Regions from separate parts of the Sus scrofa genome. Here region 1 is linked to region 2. Evidence: chromatin contacts called from public Hi-C data. All regions are on one chromosome and are shown on one strand. The core of a region is the stretch at or near the end of the contact, and the rest is flanking DNA. Distances in the headings are between cores, read along the strand shown. Region 1 holds the start of ZBTB7A (zinc finger and BTB domain-containing protein 7A). Region 2 holds the start of ANKRD24 (ankyrin repeat domain-containing protein 24).

Region 1 (6,705 bases), core at 896-3,395, 110 kb after region 2:
GCGGCTGGGATCCGATGTTGCTGTGGCTGTGGTGTAGGCTGGCAGCTGCAGCTCAGATATGACCACTAGCCCCCCTGCCCCAGGAACATCCATATGCCACAGGTGCCACCATAAAAAAAAAAAAATTATCTACCTGGGTTTCTTGGGGGGTGGGGAGGAGAGGGTTGGGGTAGGGACAGAGGAATAGGGGTCAGGACAAAGCTTTGCTCCCTTCTCTCTCTTTTCATTGCAGGAGCAGGACTGGGCATAGGGTTGGGGTATGCAATCCTGGCATTTCCTGAAGGACCCACCTTCAGCCCCTCCGGCAGGGTCTAGAGCCAGGTGAAGCTGGATTTGACATCCTTGCTCACTGTCCCTCCCTTGGCCTCAGTTTCCTCAAATGTAAGATGGAAATTATATAACCCTTGTTTTTTCCTGGGGCCTGATAAGGATTAGATTCAATGCTAATCTTATATATGAATTCCCTGCCCCTTCTGAGTCAGGTTATCTGCGGCAGAGAAGGGTGCCAGAAATCTGAGGCTGGGTGGTACAGGGGGGACACTGAGTCACCCCTGCTCTGGTTGAATGGGTGGACATTGGGGGGATGGCAAGTAAGACTGCTTAGGATGAAGGCCTGAACTTCAGTTATCTCCAGTACCCAATAACTATCCTGGGACCTGCAAATTGTGTTTCTGCTTGGCCCTTCTTGTCCCAAGGCTGATGGCAGGGTGGTTTAAGGAAGGAAGAGGACTTATATCCCAGGCAGGGTCGTTAGAGCAAAGTCCCTGGGTTCCGCCCTCACTCTGGACCCAAGTGGCCCCTCCCTCAGTCCTTTTCCATCTACCCTGGGGGGTTGGTTTCAGGCTGCAAGTCCTGGGGCTGTCACTTCCCTTCTGGGGGCCTCCCGGGTTTCCCCTTGAAGCCAAATTACTATTACAAAAGCCAATCCAACCCGTTTGGGAGTTGAAAGGCACTTTTAATACGTGTGTGAAGAGGCAATGAAGTGCAGGAAAGCTTTGAAGTCACAGAAGGACAGACGGGGTACATTTCACCCACGGCAGTGGAAGTTTCCTGCCTGTAAGGTAATGGTGGTAAAAATGATAATAACAATAAATAATGATCATGATAATGGCATTAGATGTTAGAATGGAGGTAAACAGGACCCCGGACAGAGCCAGCCACTCGAGAAGCGCTCAGCAAACGACGCCGAAGCAGGTGCCAGCCTTCTCCGACCGAGGGAATGCAGACAGGGAAACTGAGGCTCAGAGATCCCCAGGGGGCTGATTGCACCAGAGAGCCCTCCCCCAGCGCCTACTGTGTGCAGCGGGCAGTTGGCCGGGGCGGGTCAGGCAGTTCTCACTGCTCGTCCCCTCTTCCCCCTCCCCCGTCCCCCGCCGGACCTCTCCCACGACCGGGGAGGAAGTGGGAGAAATGGACAGGGAAAAAAAGTTGGGCTGAGCCAACGCCTCCCCACTCCCCACCTTCGCCCCTCCCAAGCCATGCAGACCCTTGCGGGAACGAACCGCGGGACCTAAGCGTCCGGTGCCGGGTCTCCGTCCCGCCCAGTGGCCCGCAGTTGGGTGGGGGAACTCGGAAAGCCGGGAAAACAACAGCCCAGCCCGCCCCTAGCCAACCCCTTCCCCCGCTACGCCCCTGGCGCAGCGGGCAGAGGCGACTCCTTTACATAATCGCAGGCGGGCAGGTTGGCTGTTTCATTTACAGACCCGGGAGCCCAGCGGACCCGAGCCGTCAACCCAAAGCCCGCCCCCAGGTCCCTTCCGCAGCTGGACAAACTGAGGCCCGGGGAGGGCCGGCGTCCGGCCCGCAGTCTCCACCCCTCGCCCCCCACCCACCCCCAGCAGCCCGGGCAGCCGCGACCCACGCCCGCGTCGGTCCTCGCAGTGCGCATAGCCCTCCCCGCCCCCGCTGCCATCCTGCCACGCCCCAGGCGTCGGGGGCAAAGCCCGCGCCCCCCCCCGCACCCGCCTCTGCGTGGAGGCTGGGGGCCTGTTTATCTGGAGTCCCCCACCCCCTCCACCCGGGGGGCCCGCTCCCCCCGCGCCCCGGGGAGCTCTGGGGACAGATAAGCTGGCAGGCTGGCACGGCGCCGCGCAGCGGGGCGGAGAGGTCAGAAGAGGGGGGGCGCGCCGGGGGCGGGCTGGACCCCCCCTCAACTTGACAAAACCTAATAACAGCCCGGTTTCTCCGGCGCAGCGGGCGAAGCCCCACGGGAGGGCAGAGACGTGGCAAGAGGGGACCTGCCGAGCCTGTTCTGGCCTCTGAGGCCGGGGTGGGGGGGCGGGCTGGGCGTGGGGGGGGCCGGCGGCTGCGGCACCTTTAAGACAAGGGAGGACCCCTCTTGCCCTCGGAGAAACCAGGAAGGGAGTCGCGAGCATCATACGGGGCTTTGGCTGTACTGTACAGTTACTGTAGGGGCAGTGACGCCGCCGCCGGAGCGAGGGAGCGAAGAGGGGAGAGCCAGCGAGGGGAGAGCTAGACGCGGACCCCAGAGGCGAGCGGCCGAGGAGCCCAGTCCCAACTCCGGGCCCCGGCCCCGCGCGCCCCGGCCCGGCCCGGCCCCGCGAGGTAAGTCAGCGCACGGCGCGGCCCCCAGCATGGGGTGCAGGGTGGGGAAGGGCTGGGGTCTCTGCGCCCACCTTTGCCCTCGCCAGAAGGGGCGATCCCGGGAGCCAGGGACGTTCCGCAAGTTTCAGAGGAGGGGGTGGCTGGCAGCTGCCGGGAGGCTGGAGGCGCCCTGGATCCCGAGCGCGGGGAGGGGGCGCCGCCAGGGAAGGGGTATTAGGGGCGAAGTGCATAGGCTTGTGCGCCGGCCGCCCCCCCCCGACCCCCCTGGTGCATGGTTTTTTCGGGGCTCCCAGGAGCGCGAGGAGAGGGGGAGGGGAAGCGGGGCTGCATTGAGGGTGGGGGGAGCCGGCGTGGGGAGATAGGGGGGCGCGTCGCGTGCTAAGTTTGCAGCTGGGTACTGGGGGCGCTCTCGCCCCCCGGGGGCCTATTCGGTGCTGCGTGCATACGTTGGAGTTGGCCAGGATTGAGCTCCATGGGGGATGGGGGGGAGGGGGCTGAAAAAACAGGGAGGGGGGCTTTGCAAAGGAGGGGGAAGGGGTGGGGTGTCCGGGTGGGCGGGCGCGGCCGCTGGGGCCTCTGGGCGTCGTAGTCCCCCCGCGCTTGCAGCTGGCAGGTGGCAGGCTGCTCGGACTACAAGTCCCAGGGTGCGCCGCGCCGCCGTCCCGCCGCGGCCCGCGGGTAGGGGCGGTGCGGAGGAGGGGCGGTGAGTGGCGGGCTAGCGAGCCAATGAGCGCGGGCTGATCGCGCGGCGCGGCCCGGAGGCGGGGCCTGCCGGCCCGGAGGCGGGGCCTGGAGCCGGGCTCCCCTTGCCGGGGGCCGGTGGCGGTCCCCGGCTTCCGGCTGCGCGGCCCGCGGGCCGTCCCCCTCCCCGCCCCGGGGCCCCTCCCCGCCTTGGTTGTGTAACCGTCCCCAGCCCCCCTCCCCTCAGCCCCCCGTCCCGGGGGGGGTCACCCACCCCGCGCTCCCTGGGGAGGGCGGCGGCCCAGGCGGCCGCGCGGTGCAGGGGAGTCCGGGGATGAGCGGCCTAGTGCAGACTGGGCCCGGGCGTGGGGGAGGCGGGCGGGCGGACCCAGATCCGGGGTAATTTGCATCGCCCTCCCCCCAGCCCGGGTGGGGATTGGCCGCCGGCGGCGGGGGGTGGCGCGGGGCCAGGCTCACTGCCGCCTCCCGGCCCCTCGGAGGGAGCCAGCCCAGCCGCAGCCGCCGCCACCGCCGCCGCCGGGGCCGGGCCCCCTCGCCGCTGCCCCGGGAAGGAGGTAGGAGCCCCCCGCGCGGGCTGCGCGGTGGGGGCCCGCGGGCCGGAGCGGGGGCCGCGCGCTGCGGCCGGGGCGGGGGAGGGGGCCGCTTCCTGCCCCCGCCCGGGCCTGACTCAGCCCTGGGTGGGGGGACTGGCCTGGCCCCTTGCCCTGCCCGCGCGGCCGCCTGGCCCTGGCCTCCAGGGAGGGGACAGAAAGCACCCCTCACCCCTGCCCGCGCCCCCAGAGCGCGTGACCCTGTCTCCTCTGGCCCGGACCCCCCTCCTTCCCCTTGACGCCACCACCACGTGCGAACCCTGAGCCCAGGCAGAGGAGGGGGTGAACTGGTGGGATCCAGCCACCTCCTTCTCCCTCCCTCCCTCCGTCCCCAGCCGAGGAACGGGCCCCCTCCCCCAGCTCCGGGCCTGAGAACCGGGCAGGGGCCGGAGCTGAGGGCTGGGGCTGGTGCACTCTCTTGCCCAGGCCTTTGCGGGTCCTGGGAGGCACTGCCCTCGCTGGCTGGCCGGCCGGCTGGCTGGCTGGCTGGCTGGCTGGTGAGGGAGTCCGGTGGACCGCAGCAGGAGACTGCTGTCCATCCAGGCCCAGGCACCCAGTGGGCGCCCACTAAATGTTTGGGGAATGCAGCCAGCAGTTGGTGGGGTGGCAGGGAGAGGTAGGCAACTCCTCTCTCCCCCTAGCCAGGGGGCGGAAGTGAGAGAGGTGTTGGTGCCCCTCCACCGGGTGTGCCCACCTGGCTCACCCATGGGTGGCAGGCTTCGTTTGCTACCCCCCCTCCCTGCCAGCTGCCTCCCAGATCAGGGCCGTAGCAGGCCTGGCTGGAGAGGGCGTCCAGGATTCCATGTCAGGCCCCCCCCTCAACCGGGCCAGGGCGTAACCCAGAGTGTGCCGCTCCCACACTGGGGGGGCCCTCCCTTGGACCAACCGATCACTTCCTATTGGCAGTGCTGGGCTTGGGAGAGGTCTGGGGAGTCCACACTGGGCCCTGCTGCTTCCTCCCAGGCCCCCAAGACTCCAGGCAGGGGGCATTCTCCCCTGAGGGCCACCCCCAGTGGGGCCCTTAGAGCACACCAGGCCTGGCACTTATCGTCTGGGCTCGGGGCTCTGTTTACTGCCAGCCATCGCTGTGGAGACGGGAGCCTAGGGGAGAAGGGGGGGCAGGAGCTAGTGACTGGAAGAGCGAAGCCCTGGGATCCGCATGCCTAATGAAGGAAAGAGGAGCCAACGGGGACACTGAAATTTTAATTCGTGGGTCACTTTGGGGGGGGGTATTTATTATTCAGTTCTGATTGGCTGCGTGGTGGCCAGTCAGCACCCTGGCCTGGGCGGGGAGCCACGCAACTCTCAGCAGAGGCCCTTAGCAGCGGGTGGCTATAGGCTGATGCACCCTTTTCTCTGTGTGGGAGACTGAGGCCTGCCAGAGCTCAACCTTCATCCAGTGAGGAAGGTTCCTGAGACAGCAGCCAGTCTTTGTGTTGGCTTTTTTCCTTCTTTTTGCTCCTTGGAACCTTCTGATCCATAGCTGGTTGGGCTGGTGGCAGTCCCCAATGCTATATGAGGAAACTGAGGCCAGGAGGGGAGGTCAGACACAAGTATGGGGCCTCAGGGGCTTAGAGCAAGCCTCTGAGCAGTGCCATATGGGGCAAGGGCAACTGAGGCCTGGGGGAAGCAGAGAGCAGCCCAAGGTCAGCCAGCCAGTGCTGGATCTGACCCTTGGGGTCCTGCCTCCCAGCTCAGGACGTGTCCAGAGTCCTTTCTGTCACACCTGGGGGGTACCTGCCCACCTGTCTTCCAGAGGGCCTGGAGGTTTGATGGCAGGCACCTGTCAGCCAAATGGAGCCTTTGCCTGAGGAGAGCAGTAAGGCTCAGAGAGGGCCAGCAAAGTGTCCAAGGTCACACAGCAGGAGACTCCGTCTCCCTGCCTCCCAGTCTTCTGAGGCAGGCCCTTCCCATCCCATCTGAGCTGCAGCCCCGCCCCTCGGCACCTTGGCCCCTGGAGACCAGCAGGGCTCTGGGTTTTTACAACCCATTATTTCCGAGGAGACCCAGGTCACCTCATAGAGCCCAGACTCAGGGCCAGTCCTGCTGAAACAGAACTGGCCTAGGCGGGGGTCCACTGGGGTTTTAAATGCTGGCTCACTTGCTCTGTGACCTTGGACAAGCCCAGTGGCCTCTCGGAGGCAAATATTCCCCTCTGTAAAATGAGGTTGTTGAAGGGTTCCTCCAAATGCTTATGGCTCCAACTGTTTCCTTTCCTTTTCTCCCTCGTGGAGGAAGAGCCTGGGTCAGCTCAGGGCACAGCAGGGATTCTGCTGGAGTGTGTCTCTGAGACACACACTCGGCACCTTCCACCTGTCACCTTGTGCTCCAGGCACCTGATAGACCATAAACCGCCTTGCAACAGCCCTGGGCGGTGGAGACCAGAGGAACAGGCTTGGGTGGGGGCCAGTGTGGTCCAATCTCAGCCCGGACCTCACCTCCACCTGGGGTCCACCTAGAGCGGTCACTTCCCCTCTGTCAACCTCAGTTTTGCCGTCAGTACAACGGGGAGATTACCTTTAGCCCAAAAGTGTTGTCCTGAGGATTTACTCAGTGATTCCTCAGGAATGTTTGTTGAGTGACTGCTGTGTGGTGTCAGGGCCCCGGGGAGCCCCTCCTGCATCTCTCTTCTGATGTCCTAAGTTCACAGATGTCAGCTGGTCTCTAACCCTGTCCTAGCTCCCTGTGTGACCTCAGGCAAACCTCTCTCTTTTCTGAGAGGAAAAAAAGTAAAAGGCAGTGCTCCCCCCCAGGGGGTGTGAGAATCAGCTGTCCTCTGCCCCAGGGCCCCCAGGGTGGGGGGGATTTAGTCCCCTGCTGGTATTTGGGGGCAGTGCAGAGGGGGAGG
Region 2 (7,052 bases), core at 1,839-4,338:
CTGCCAGTATATGCCACAGTCATGACAACACGGGATCCAAGCCACGTCTGTGACCTACCCTACAGCTCACAGCAACACCAGATCCTTAACCCACTGAGAAAGGTCATGGATCGAACCCGCATTCTCATGAATACTAGTCAGATTTGTTTCCACTGAGCCACGATGGAAACTCCTCTAGTCGCCAAGCTTTTATATGTGCAGTTATTTCTGCCTAGGATGCCTTTTTTTTTTTTTTTTTCCTTCTGTGGTGACCTCCTTTTCATCCTTCAGAGCTCAGTTCCAAAACCCCACAGCGTTCTGATCAGTTTTGCTTCTTGCCAGAACTCTTAACTCCCTAAATTGGGTTCCCCCAGCTCTTCCTCTGCCCCACCCCTGGCTCCAGAGGCTGGAAGTGTCTGGACTGGTTCTCTTTTCCTGAATAGTTAGAGGTTCCTGGGGAGCCAGGTCCAGAGCTGAGGCCTCTTAGCACAGAAGCATGTTTCTTGGAAGGTTGGAGAGGACATCCTTGCAGCTAAGTCCCCTTACACCAGCCTGGCTTCTGTGAGTAAAAGCAAGGAGGCAAGTCACCCAAGGCGGGTGGAGGTCTGGGTGATGGCTGCATGCATGTATGTGCACACGTCAGCACAAGGGGTGTGTGTACACACATGTCTGTTCAGCTTGGCCTGTTCCGTGTTCCCTGCATGTGAAGGTATAGAAATCAGGCAGGATATTCAAGGGGGTGTTTTGCCCGGTGTCTGGCTGCAAATTCCTTCCTATGTTCTGTGAAGGAGTATCCTTCACCTGACCTTTCACGTGCCCACCTGCCCATGAATTTGCCAGACCATTCCTCCAGCCATCAACCCACCCCTCCATTCACCTGTGTGTCTATCCTTCTACCCAAGCCCCCCCTTCCACATCCACCCACGATCCACCACTCAACGCATCTTCTCATGGTTCTCCTTGCACCCTTGAACCACACTTCAGGAGTTCCCATCATGGCGCAGCAGAAAGGAGTCCAACTAGCTCATTGGGTTAAGGATCTGGCACTGCCGTGAGCTGTGGTATGGGTCGCAGATGTGGCTTGGATCTGGTGTTGCTGTGGCTGTGGCTGTGGACAGCAGCTGTAGCTCTGATTTGGCCCCTAGCCTGAGAACCTCCACATGCTGTGGGTGTGGCCCTAAAAAGAAAAAAAAAACCCACAAAACAAACAAACACCCATGCTTCAACCAACATCCACCCGCCCATCCATCCACCATCCACCTACCTACCTGCCCATCCAGCTGCCCACTCACCTATCCATAGATCCATGTATCCATTTACCCACTGGCTACCACCTACCCACCCACCACCCACCTGTCCAACCAACCACTCATCCATTCACTTATCCACCTGCCTACCCACCTATGTAGCCACCCACACAACCAACACCCACCTACCCACCCATCATCCATCCACCCTCCCATCCATCTACTGCCCATCCATTCACTCATTCCTTCAATTCACCCCATTTAATCAATGTACCCACTCACCACCCACCCACTCTTTTTCTTTACTCCTGTCTAAAGGACTCAATCACACCCAGAGCAGGGTGTAAATGACACCCTCGAGAGAAGTTCACAAGTTGCTGGGGCAGGAGGGAATCTGTGGGCTTGGGGGCAAGAGGAAGCGTCTAGGGAGCTGCTTCCTGGAGGAGGTGTTGATATATAAACAGGGCCTGATGGCTGGGCAGGATATTGAGCAGCAGCAGCAGGAAAAGAAGGGATGTACCCTAACCACGGCAAAAGGCTGAGAAGTGCAAAGTGCACCCATGAATGGGTGTGCGTGTGTGTGTGTGTGCGTGTGTGTGTGTGTCTGGGTGCCTGTTGCCTCAGCATAACTGGGGCATACACCAGCCCTCCATTCTCCCATATGCCAGTGCCCAGGGGCAAGGGGCCTGAGGCCCTAAGGGGAGCCTCCAGCCCAGGCCTCCCTCATCTCCTCTGCCCCTACCTTCTGCAGCTCCACTGACTCCAGCACCAGGCCACCGTGTCCACTGCCGGCTCTGGTTACCTGCTCCAGCGGGGCCACCAGCTCACACCAGCAGCTCCCAGCACTCAGCTCTGACACCTGATCAGCTCTGAACAGGCAGCCACCCCCAATGGTAGGGGATGAGCAGAGGGAGGAGACAGACTGGCAGTGGGCCTGTCTGTTGGCCACCAGGCTTTGGCAGGAAGACATGGATGTTTTTCCCTAACATCACTGGGCAGATTTCAGTTTCTGGAAAGAGCCACCCTCTTCTGCTCTTCCCATCCTTTGGACTTGCTGTTCCTCTGCCAGGAGCCCTCTTTCTGTACCTCCTGTCAGCCCCAATTGGCTGATTTCCCCCACCTCACTTGTACTCACTGTTCAGATCTTTAGTGAAACATTTCCTCCTCCAGGAAGCCTTCCTGGTTGTCTCCCAGGCTGGGTCAGCTGCCTCCGCCAGAGCGCCTTCCTTGCTCAATGCCCTCATTACACACAGGTCACACTAAGTCACCACTGCTAGGTCATGAAATGCTGCATTTGCTCTCCAGCGTCCCCCTAGTGGCTGTGCAATACATTTCTTAAATGAGTCCTAAAGGCCACCAGCCCCAGTGACCGGAAGCAGTTTCTCCATTTTCTTGGTGCAGTCGAGACCTGTCCTGCTGAGTGATTATCGCCCACCTAGATAATGTCCAAGTATCTTAAGAGTGGCGTCCTCAACCTTCCCTTAGTGAGGCCCCAAATTGCCCCCACGACGCACAGGTACTGTACATTTGTAAATTTAGAAAATTCTGAAATTTTCAGGGGAAAGAACCTTGGATTGGGAGCATGAGTCCCGGGTCCCTTCTCTCAAGCTCTGTTCTGCAAGAGTGGAGGGCGAGTAAGGGGAACGTCAATTCACTCATTTGTGAGAAAAGGGGAAAAGGGCACTGATCTTCGTGCCCCTCGCTTTAGAGGCGACTAGAGAACTCTCTCGTCGGCTATCCCCCAGTTTCCAGCCCGGTCACTGGACAGCCTTTTTCCCACCACCCGCTACATGCCCAGCATACAGTACGAAGCAGAAGCTGGAAGCAGGTCTCCCTTTGCCATCAGTTAATATGGCGACCGCAGCGTCCGTCCGGGGCGCATGCGTCTTGGAAGGAGACGCCAGGTGCGGTGGATGGGAATGCGGCTCCTCCTTCCCCGTCCCACCCCATTTCCGGCGGAAGCGGCCACAACAAGGGAAACTTTATTGTTCCCGTTGGGGCGGTGAGGATGTCGGTGAATTATGCGGCTGGCCTGTCGCCGTACGCAGACAAGGGCAAGTGCGGTCTCCCCGAGGTGAGCGCGGCGGGATCCCGACAGCTACCCCCAGGGCCGTGGGCTGGGCGGGGCCTACCGGCAGCGGGGAATTGTGGGAATAGCAGGAGACACTGAGGCTAGATAATGGGAGGGACTTCCCAATGAGGAGGGGGCGGGAAGTGACGCCCCAGCGCGGCCGGGGACGCGAACACGCCCAGCTCTGGGTCGGTTAGGCTGGTGACTCGGGGAAGGACCAGCGATGGGGTGGTCTTCAAGTTCTGATAAGGGAGCACCCAATGTATATCCAGGCAGAATGCACTACCCGGGCAAAGCGGGGGGGTGGGGTGGAAATAAACTTAGAGAGCAGATTAGATCAAAGAGGTTTCCAGAAGGAGGCCAGGATGGGCCTCAAGTGCCAGGCTGGGGAGTTGACACTAAGGGTGATGCGGAAGGGTTTTGACCTGGGGAGGAACCTGGAGGATGTATCAGAAACACTCCTCCAACCACGCTGAAAAGAAGTCCCTCCGTACGCTGAGACCTTGGCTGGGTCACTTCTTTCTGGGTTTCCTTTCCCCTTCTGTAAACTGGGGAGAAGATTGCCCCCCTCCCACAAAGGCTGGCTCGTTCATTCTGAGTCAGGCATCAGTGAGCTCTTAGATGATGTGCAGCCCCACTCTTCCCTCCTGGGTGTTTTTCACTTTATTCCACAAACATTCAAGTACTTACCTTATACCAGACACTTTCTCCAACCTGGAGCCACATCACAGAACAAGACAGATGAGCAGCAAATAAGTATAAGAAATCAGATAGTGGGGAGTTCCTGCTGTGGCGCAGCAGTTTAAGGATCCTGCCTTGCTGGAGCTGTGGCTTGGATTGGATCCCTAATCAGGGAACTTCCCTATGCTGTGTTGCAGCCAAAAAAAAAGAAAGAAGAATAAAAAGAAACCAGATGGTGGTAAGAGCTAGGGAGAAAAGCAAAGCAGATAAGAAGAGCTGAGGGCTGCATTGAAACCAGGTGGCCAGGGAGCCATCACTGAAAATGACTATTTTTCCCCCAATTTAAAAAATACTCATAAAATATACGCAATATAAAATTTACTTTCTTAACTATTTTAAGACTACAGTTCAGCAGTATTGAATACATTTATAATGTTATACAACCATCACCACCATCCATTTCCAGAGCTTTTTCATCTTCCTAGTGTTCTCATTAAATACTAACTCTCCATCCCCCTCCCCCACGCCCTGGCACCCACCATCTACTTTCTCTATGAGTCTGACTCCTCTAGGGACCTCCCATAAGTGAAATGATACAGTATTTGTGGTTTTTTATCTGGCTTATTCTCTGAGCATAATGTCCTCAAGTTTCATCCATATTGTAGCCTGTGTCAGAATGTTCTTCCTTTTGCAGGCTGAATAATATTCCATTGTATGTACAGACCACATTTATTTTTCTTTTTTCTTTTTTTACTTTTTAGGGCCACACCAGCAGCGTATGGAAGTTCTCAAGCTAGGGGTCCAATCAGAGCTGCAGCTGCCAACCTAGGCCACAGCCACAGCAATGCAGGATCTGAGCCGTGTCTGCAACCAACACCATGGCTCATGGCAACACCAGATCCTTAACCCACTGAGTGAGGCCAGGGATTGAACTGGCGTCCTCATGGATGCTAGTCAGGTTTGTTACTACTGAGCCACAACAGGAACTTCCAGACCACATTTGTTAATATCCATTCGACTGTTGATGGATATTGGGGTTTCTTTCATATTTTAGCTATTGCAAATAATGCTGCTATGATCATGAGTGTGCAAATGAGATGACTCTTGAGCCAAGATTGGGAGGAGTGAAGAGGGAGCTATGTGGGTATTTGGGCAAAGGGCATTCCAGGCAGAGGGCACAGCCTGTGCAAAGGCCCTGAGACCAGACCAAGCCTGGAAAGTTGGAGGAATAGTGAGGAGGCCCTTGTGACTGCAACAGAGGGAGAAATGGGGGGAGTTGGGGCAGGTTGTGCAGGGCCTCGTGGGCCTCAGGGAGGACTTGGGCTTTTACCCTCAGGGGGATGGGAACCCTGGAGGGCTCTGGGCAGAGGAGGAACATGAGGACAAGCTGCCCTTTCCCATCCATTCTCCTGTTCCTGGGCAAGGCAGAGCAGTTCAGTCTGTGGCTTGTGACCTTGCCACTGCGGGACATGTTTTGACCCCACCTTCCTGCTCTTTCTCAACCAACAGGTGTTTGACCCCCCTGAGGAATTGGAGCAGAAGGTATGGGAGCTGGCACAGCTGGTCTGGCAGTCCTCCAACGTGGTGTTCCACACGGGCGCGGGCATCAGCACCGCCTCAGGCATCCCTGACTTCAGGTCTGTGGGCACGCGAGGGAAGTTGAGGCAGAGCCTGCCACGCTGCCAAGGGCTTCCTTGTGAGCTCATAGATGCCCAGGCATCAGAACCCGTCCTGCTGCCTTCCCTCTCGCTGAGTCTGGGGTGATCAATCAGTCCCTTGGGGTGTTGAGGATGGGAAAGACCCCTCCTTTTGGAGCATGTCCCTTTATATTACACCCAACATTCCACAACAACCCCATTGGCCAGAACTTGGTCACCTGACCATGCCTAGTTGCAGGGGTGCTGCAATTAGTAATGTAGTTGATCTGTGCTCATAGTGCATGGCTAAACATATTACCATAAGAGAAGGGGAGAATTGATATCAGAGACAATTAGCTCCATACTCATTGCAAATACATATATACATTTGTATATATATACACACACATACAAACACACATACACATGAGGCACATAGAACTTCCCGGGCCAGGGATCGAACCTGTGCCGCAGTTGGAACCTGTGCCACAGCTGCAGCAACACTGGATCCTTAACCCGCTGCACCACACAGGAATTTCCACAAATATTTTTCTATCAGACCTGGGGGGGCAGGTGGCTTAACCATCTGGACCTCAGCTTTCCTCACCTGTAAATGAGAGTGCGAGGCCAGAGAATGTTTAACTTCTCTTTCAGCCTGTGTTAGACAAGTCTTGTTGCTGAAAAGCAGAGGTCCCAAACTGATGGCCCCTGTAGGTGCTGAGTTTGTAACCCTATCCCATAGGGCAGGCCTATTGCACTCATACTCTTTTTCTAAGGCCTCTCAGGCCCCCAGCACAGACCCTCACAGCAGAAGAGCAGATTCTTGTTTTTGGAAGAATGTTGAAGCTCTAAGGTGTGAATCTCATCCCCCTTCCGTAACCTGCCATGGCTCCCCATTGCCACATAGGAGAGTTCCAAGCACTTCAGCCTGGAAATCAAAGCCCTTTTTGACCCAACCCTGGGTCTGCGCTCCACCTTCAGCACCTGCTGCTCCCACAGCAGCCCTCAGACCACTCACAGACTGTTACCAGCCCCGTGGCTTTTGCTTACCCTTTCTGTCTGAACTGCCCTGCCCTTTCCTCTCTGTTTAGAGACAACTCAGCCTCCTCCAGGAAGCCCTCCCACAGTCCCACAAAGAGCCCTCACTGCTTGCACTGGCCACCGCTGCCCTGGGTTCCTCCCTCTGCCCCAGCCCCACAGGGCTGGAATGTCTGTGTCCACCTATGTCTCTCCCCACAAGATCAAGGACTCCTTGAGGGCAGGGCCTGGGTCCACTAGGGCCCCAGCATCACTCCGCACAGGGCCAGGCTCAGTGCAGCAGCAGTAAGTGTTGGTTGAATTGAATAATTAATTCCTGCCATTATATACCATGTTCTCCCTCCTCTCTCCCCTCTTCCTTGCTCTTTGTCTATGTTGCTCTCTGTCTGCCTCTTTCTG

What was found. Hi-C and Micro-C count contacts between places; a contact is called where the count stands out from the background.
Region 1: a contact with region 2 is called in a Hi-C map of skeletal muscle, with 2.4 times the contacts expected there. The contact joins the promoter of ZBTB7A here to the promoter of ANKRD24 in region 2. A contact is called at or near these places in 1 of 5 promoter capture datasets (liver), 2 of 47 Hi-C or Micro-C datasets (liver and skeletal muscle) and 1 of 2 datasets of contacts at active chromatin or transcription factors (alveolar macrophages).

What each region holds. Positions count from the first base shown.
Region 1 is chr2:74,676,148-74,682,852 of Sscrofa11.1, forward strand. It overlaps ZBTB7A (zinc finger and BTB domain-containing protein 7A), which reads left to right and starts at 2,146. Exons shown (of 3, transcript XM_003354008.4): 1 at 2,146-2,565. LOC110259362 (vegetative cell wall protein gp1-like) reads left to right here and starts at 143. Exons shown (of 2, transcript XM_021084088.1): 1 at 143-2,106; 2 at 2,404-2,495. The coding sequence starts at 1,220. The coding sequence ends at 2,476. It overlaps LOC110259661 (basic proline-rich protein-like), which reads right to left. Exons shown (of 4, transcript XM_021085143.1): 2 at 3,521-3,993; 3 at 3,166-3,405; 4 at 2,990-3,059. The coding sequence ends at 2,990.
Region 2 is chr2:74,565,314-74,572,365 of Sscrofa11.1, forward strand. ANKRD24 (ankyrin repeat domain-containing protein 24) reads right to left here and starts at 3,089. Exons shown (of 23, transcript XM_021084071.1): 1 at 2,362-3,089. It overlaps SIRT6 (sirtuin 6), which reads left to right and starts at 3,226. Exons shown (of 10, transcript NM_001114273.1): 1 at 3,226-3,300; 2 at 5,488-5,615. The coding sequence starts at 3,235.